2 separate regions of the Danio rerio genome follow, and region 1 is linked to region 2. A link is a contact called in public Hi-C data. All regions are on one chromosome and are shown on one strand. The core of a region is the stretch at or near the end of the contact, and the rest is flanking DNA. Distances in the headings are between cores, read along the strand shown.

Evidence for each region. A called contact is a pair of places that touch in the nucleus more often than the background predicts.
Region 1: a contact with region 2 is called in a Hi-C map of an unstated tissue, with 5 times the contacts expected there. The contact joins the promoter of zgc:114046 here to the enhancer-like site in region 2. A contact is called at or near these places in 2 of 18 Hi-C or Micro-C datasets (caudal fin and an unstated tissue).

What each region holds. Positions count from the first base shown.
Region 1 is chr25:37,618,602-37,622,103 of GRCz12tu, forward strand. zgc:114046 reads right to left here and starts at 2,172. Exons shown (of 1, transcript NM_001013463.2): 1 at 1,428-2,172. The coding sequence starts at 2,143. The coding sequence ends at 1,769. LOC141381029 (histone H4) reads right to left here and starts at 3,050. Exons shown (of 1, transcript XM_073943383.1): 1 at 2,703-3,050. The coding sequence starts at 3,014. The coding sequence ends at 2,703.
Region 2 is chr25:37,573,176-37,576,774 of GRCz12tu, forward strand. ccdc136a (coiled-coil domain containing 136a) reads left to right here. Exons shown (of 10, transcript XM_068217565.2): 4 at 3,554-3,599. Among named protein-coding and RNA genes, the nearest start is that of ccdc136a, 15 kb to the left of the region's middle. Within about 2 kb of position 1,281, at least 12 of the 62 cell types and tissues checked have an H3K27ac peak or open chromatin away from gene starts, as enhancers often do.

The DNA of each region.
Region 1 (3,502 bases), core at 922-3,421, 46 kb after region 2:
GATCAGAACTTAACGGTCACAACTTATTCGGTAAACGGCAAGAACTGCGCGATTATTATGACAAAATCCCTAAAAAAAGACCTACAATAGTTTATATTTTGAGCATGGAATATTTTTTTTCCTCCAAATTAAATCTTTAGTGTTTTATTGACATAGAAAACTAAAAATCTCCAATTACAAGAACAACTTAACAGAAACTTATTTTACCTATACTTTAAGATAAGGTAAAATATTAAGTAACGTAAAGAGCAACAGTGGTGTAAATACTGATAAAAGCGATGCTGGTTATAAAAGACATATGAGAAAACAAATAACACTACAATACAGCAAAGCTAATGCAACAAAGTTACACCTGAATAATAAAAAACAAACAGAAGTTATTTGTAAAATTGTACCCAGTATGACTGACATAATTGCTCGGAAAGCAAGATATATCTGATCACAGAAGAAAACAAACAACAGCTATTTCATTTATTGTAAATGTATTGTTAGTTATTGCTGATTTCAGCTGAAGTCATTAATGTGTCACTTAATAAATACTTAAGATTATTTAAATACATTCGTTACAAGTAAAATTCACCCACACTGAATGTCCATTCAGTCATTTTGTGTTGTGTGATGCTGCAGTGATGTTTCATTCTTCACATTGACACTTTAACGGCGAATCAAAATAATCCCATCAACAGAATGACCATCAAGTAAGGCCCAATATCATATTTAAAGGGGAAGTTCATCCAAAATGAACATTTACTCTATTTACTCTTCCTCAAGTAGTTTCAAACCTCTATAAGTTTCTTGTTTCGGTTAAGCACAAAAGAAGATATTTTGAATAAAGTTGGAAACCAGTAACCACTGAGACCCCATAACAAACTAAAAGAGTCAATGGTTACAGGTTCTCAGCTTTCCACTATATAACTTAAATTATTATCAATAAAAAAATAATAAAAATAAAAATAAACTTGAACGATTTTAAAACCAAGGTAAGCAAAACTTCAAAAAAATCCCTTTTGGGAGAACTACCCTTTTAAGAACACCACGTTTTAAATCAAATGTGAAAACTGTAGTGAAATGTGAAGTGCACAACACTGCTAACAATGTGTTAAGATCATACACTGATATGCAAAAATAAACAAGTCCAACTATACCTGATGGACATGCAAGAACAATCTTAGATTACTGCATAACAGTGGAGGTGCTACCTGTCAGAACAGAACCAGTAACTCTATTGCACTTCTCTGCTTCATTACACTCAGGTTGGAAAAGTGAAGGTAAAACGATCATCCTGGCCACATTCTGTATTTGGAGCCAGTCTGCAGATTAATGATCATGAATGAGATTAAAAAATAAATAAATAAATAAAAACATATTGCCTCAACAGGCTTCTTATCACAGAGCAATGTGTAAAAGAAGAACACAAACGTATAAAATTAGATTTCTTATTTTTATGTTACTCATGTTTACAGTTGCTTTACATCAAGACAAAATAGACTACGCTATTCGCCAGCATACAAAAGATCAGTCATTTAAAACATGTATGTATGTGTGTGTGTGTGTATATATATATATACACACACACACACATATATATACACACATACACACACTTCATATTATATAAATCACGGTAATTAATAAATCAGTTTCAAAATAAACGCTTCTGTAAAGGTTAAAGCAAAATATGCAATGCTCAAATAACGGAAACTCTTTTTAAAATAACATTAGTGGCTCTTAAAAGAGCCTTTGGGTTAGCTGAAGATGACTCAGCGCTTTACTTGGAGCTGGTGTACTTGGTGACGGCCTTTGTGCCCTCAGACACGGCGTGTTTGGCCAACTCTCCGGGCAGCAGCAGACGCACGGCGGTCTGGATCTCTCTGGAAGTAATGGTGGAGCGCTTGTTGTAGTGAGCGAGACGAGACGCCTCACCGGCGATGCGCTCGAAGATGTCGTTGACGAACGAGTTCATGATGCCCATCGCCTTTGAAGAGATTCCGGTGTCGGGATGAACTTGCTTCAAAACCTTGTACACGTAGATAGCGTAGCTCTCCTTCCTGGTCCTCTTACGCTTCTTTCCTCCTTTACCGGCGGTCTTAGTGACGGCTTTCTTGGAGCCCTTCTTGGGCGCTGCTTTCGCTGGTTCAGGCATATTAGATTCGAGTGTAACTGAGCAACTCTGCTTAAATGAGATGTACACTGGCTATTTATACGGCTCTTATGCAAATTCTCTAAGGTAAGAACTGCCCTCTCTGGTTTGTGTATGAGCGCAATGAATGTAGGCCACTAATTTCATTGGTCAGAAAGCAGACAGACTTACTGACAAGTCAGCCAATAGTAAGTCTTGACACCGTAGTCCCGCCTATTGCCCAATCCATGAGAGACTTCCGCACAGCAATCGGATTGTTTGTTTTATCTTCCCACTCAGGACCAAACATGGCTCACTTTTTGGTGTCATTAATTTGCGTCTTATAGGGAAAAGTTTAAATTCTATGCTCTTAACTTAAGCCTTATAAACAATTTGAGACTTTGTTACGAACAAAAATGCAGCTTTTTAATAACGCCCGCTATCAAAAAATGTTTATCAATGCAAATTCTGTACAGGTTAATGATAATGGAACATATAAATTCATAATACTCTCAAATTACTCTCTTATGAAAACGTGGGTGGCTCTTAAAAGAGCCGTTGTTTTCTATGATAATAAACACGTTTAACCTCCGAAACCGTACAGAGTACGTCCCTGTCTCTTCAGCGCGTACACAACATCCATGGCGGTCACGGTCTTTCTCTTGGCGTGCTCGGTGTACGTAACAGCATCACGGATAACATTCTCCAGAAAGACCTTAAGAACACCACGAGTCTCCTCATAGATCAGACCAGAGATACGTTTGACTCCACCACGGCGAGCGAGACGACGGATAGCGGGTTTGGTGATTCCCTGGATGTTATCACGCAGAACTTTACGGTGACGCTTAGCACCTCCTTTTCCAAGTCCTTTACCGCCTTTGCCTCTTCCAGACATGTTTAGTAACAATCAACTTTCAAATTTGAATGAACCGTCTAGTGCAGCATCCTAGAAGCTTTATAGTCGCTCAGACGACCTAGTTGAAACAGTAAAGGCGGAGTTACAACTTTACGTCACACCTAGGCGCGTCAATCCAACGAACTCTGGCCCCCGTCCTTCGAAATAGCTTCTTTTAATTATATATTTAGATAAATTGCTTGTGCCATTATTCTGAGTCAATATGGAAAATTATTTTCTTTGTTTTTTTTCTGAACCTGATCTCCCCTTTTTTAGTATGTAATTATAATTTTTCAAAATTTGTCATTAAACTATCAAATGTACAAATGCATGTATTTAATTTACACAATTTTAGCCTCCACAGATACTTTATTTAATAGCAATAAATCAATAATATATTTATATATATTCTGAATTAGCCACCTAAATATTGCATCCTGCATAATATGTAGTAAAAGAAATTTAATTTTAAAGGAATTAACTTTAAA
Region 2 (3,599 bases), core at 31-2,530:
TAGTGCATAAGTATGCGATTTGGGACGCAGCTTATGAATTCAGACATACTACTCGGCTCGCATACTGATTTTAGCGTACTATATAGTATGAAAGTATGCCGTTTCGGACGCAGCGCTCGATCGATTCAGTCGAAAGTAGTGATAGGAAGTTTGGAATCTTTTTACTGACTCGGATCTTTGAGTCTCGTTCATCGAGATGAACGAATCTTTTGGAGTCATTTCGTTCATTTGGTTGAACTTGCGAAAATATTATCAAAATGTTACGAATTGCTTCCAAACACATCTACAACTAGCCCAAAAGGTTGATCACATGACAAATAAGTCATAAATAGAATACTATAAGAAGGAGAAAATAATAATTCAATGTTGACCTGCTCTTTTGTCTATGAAGGTATTGTTGTCTCTTTGCTCAGCTCATCTCTTGCGTCTTCAAATGTCAGTGGTTCCTTCACGTTACACTGACAGTCACATATAACTTTAACTAATGTACACAGTCTGAGTCGATGGGAGCCATGATAATTAGTTCACCTTTCAAATCATCTAGTTCTTGAGTCGTTCATTCATCAGGTGACAGAATGACTCAAACCCGAGCACTCGAGAGATGAACAAATTCTTTTTCCGGCTCTAAACGCATATGATTGGCTTTTGTCTGATCGAAAACAAATATGGCTTAAGGGGCCTAATAATATTGACCTTAAAATAGTTTAAAAAATAATGACTGCTTTAATTCTAGCCGAAATAAAACAAACTTTTACACTTGCGATGATATTCACAAGCAACTTCTTAATAACCAAAATAAAGTTCAGTGCATACAGTGAATTATACGGCTAAAATTATCAGCATAAACCATATGTAAAACCACAAAGCCAGAATGTTGTCCATTCTTCTGCTGTTGAAATAGATGGAGCAGCTGAGTGCAAATCTCTGTATTAACATCTATGTTTGTCCCTCTAATAATACATCTGAAATGTGCATTGGTCAAATGACAAATACATACTGTATAGTAGCTTTATACCACGATGTAAGTTTCTTTACTGAAACTTATTTGTCTAATGTGCACGGTGTGTCCTCGTGTTTATCTCCATGAGTTGCTTTATTCAATGACAGCCCCAGTAAAACAGTTTCTATATATAGCCGGTTATGTCTCTTTAATGAGTCACCTGCTCAATAGCAGACAGACTCCCGGGACTCTGGTAATGATCTGGCGGTGTGACTGTAGCCTGTTTGTGTGTAACGCGACAGGCATGTGAAATGACAGCTGCATGCGGGAGGGAAGATTCCAGAAGGGCTGTCCTGACCAGCGCATGCTTTTATTCAGGCGATCATTCCTGGATGATCTCCGGTGACCCTGCTGTGCTGTTCCTGGTCGTTCGTGATCTCAGGCGTCGCATTAGATCAGTCCCACCCTGGAGAGTGAGCACTAAAGAGGTGTCACTGCATGATTGCGCTCTCAGGCCTGAACATAGTATAAATGACCCACTGAGTGCTACAACACTGCTTCAAATGATTTTTTTCTGGGTATAAAATGTGCACTTTGTAAGAGTTTTTTGAAAAATTATCATTAAAAGACTATTATATGTAAAAAGACTAGATTATTATTTTTTTGTAGCATAAAATAATAAAAAACTTTGTTTTACTTAAGACTAGATTATTCTTTTTTGCATAAAATGATCATAAAAAGACTATTAAATGTAAAATAACTAGATTATACTTTTTCTTTTGCATAAAATGATCATAAAAGATTTTATTATACCTAAAAAGACGAGATTATTAATTTTTTCACATAAAATTACAATAGAAAAGGCTTTATTATGCTTAAAAAGACTAGATTATAATTTAGTTGTTGCATAAAATTATCATAAAAGACTTTATTATGCTTTAAAAGACTAGATTATTAATTTTTGTTGCATAAAATGATCATAAGACTTTATTATACCTAAAAAGACTAGATTATTAATTTTCACATAAAATTATAATAGAAAATACTTTATTAAATGTAAAATAACTAGATTACTTTTTGTTGCATAAAATGATCATAAAAGACTTTATTATACTTAAAAAGATGAGATTATACTTTTCGTTGCATAAAATGATCATGAAAGATTTAATTATTTTTAAAAAGACTAGATTATATTTTTTGTTGCTTAAAATTATCATAAAAGTATTTTATTATACTTCAAAAGACTAGATTATATATTTTTGTTGCATACAAAGATATTTTATTATAATTAAAAAGATGAGATTATAATTTTTTTGTTGCATAAAATGATCATAAAAGATTTTATTATACTTAAAAAGACTGGATTATAAATTTTTTCCACATAAAATTATAATAGAAAAGGCTTTATTATGCTTAAAAAGACTAGATTATACTTTTTTGTTGCATAAAATGATCATAAAAGATTTTATTATACTTAAAAAGACAAGAATATATTTTTTTTCACATAAAATTACAATAGAAAAGGCTTTATTATGCTTAAAAAGACTAGATTATTAATTTTTTCACATAGAATTATAATAGAAAATATTTTATTATATGTAAAATAACTAGATTACACTTATTTGGTTGCATAAAATGATAATAAAAGATGTTATTTTACCTAAAAAGATGAGATTATTCATTTTGCCACATGAAATTAAAATAGAAAAGGCTTTATTATGCTTAAAAAGATTAGATAATAATTTTTTGTTGCATAAAATGTATCATAAAAATACTTCATTACATGTAAAAAGATTAGATGATACTTTTTGTTGCATAAAATTATCATGAAAGATTTTATTATTTTTAAAAAGACTAGATTATAATTTTTTGTTGCTTAAAATTATCATAAAAATATTTTATTATACTTAAAAAGACTAGATTATTCATTTTTTCCACATAAAATTACAATAGAAAAGGCTTTATTATACTTAAAATGACTAGATAAATTTTTTGTTGCATAAAATTATCGTAAAAAGATTTTATTATTTGTAAAAAAAGACTAGATTATTCATTTTTTTCTGCATAAAATGATCATGAAAGACTTTATTATACTTAAAAAGACTAGATTATATTTTTTGTTGCACACAATTATCATAAAAATATTTTATTATAATTAAAAAGACAAGATTATAATTTTTTTGTTGCATAAAATGATCATAAAATAATTTTTATTATACTTAAAAAGACGAGATTGTACATTTTTTCCACATAAAATTATAACAGAAAAGGCTTTATTATACTTAAAAAGACTAGATTATACTTTTTTGTTGCTGCGCCGTAGCATATGCATGCGCTTAATGCAGAAGTATAAATCAGCCTTGACATTAGTGCTGTGACTGGGATGGGAGTGACGTTGAGGGTTTATGGTAACGAAGGCAAGCTAATAGAGGCTGTGCAAGTCACTCCCTTGGTATACAGTCCCATGCCTGAGATGCTAGTTTGAATCTTGCTTGGAACGAGTAGAACCGAAGCTGTTAAATACAACACTACTCTTGCTTTTACAATGTTGTGTTTTTGACCACCATTTAGACCAAAAACGTATTTCAAATGTTTTTCTCTATCCCCATTCAGGTCTTCTCGATGAAGAACGTTTAGCTAGTGCTCATCAGGCCGAGGC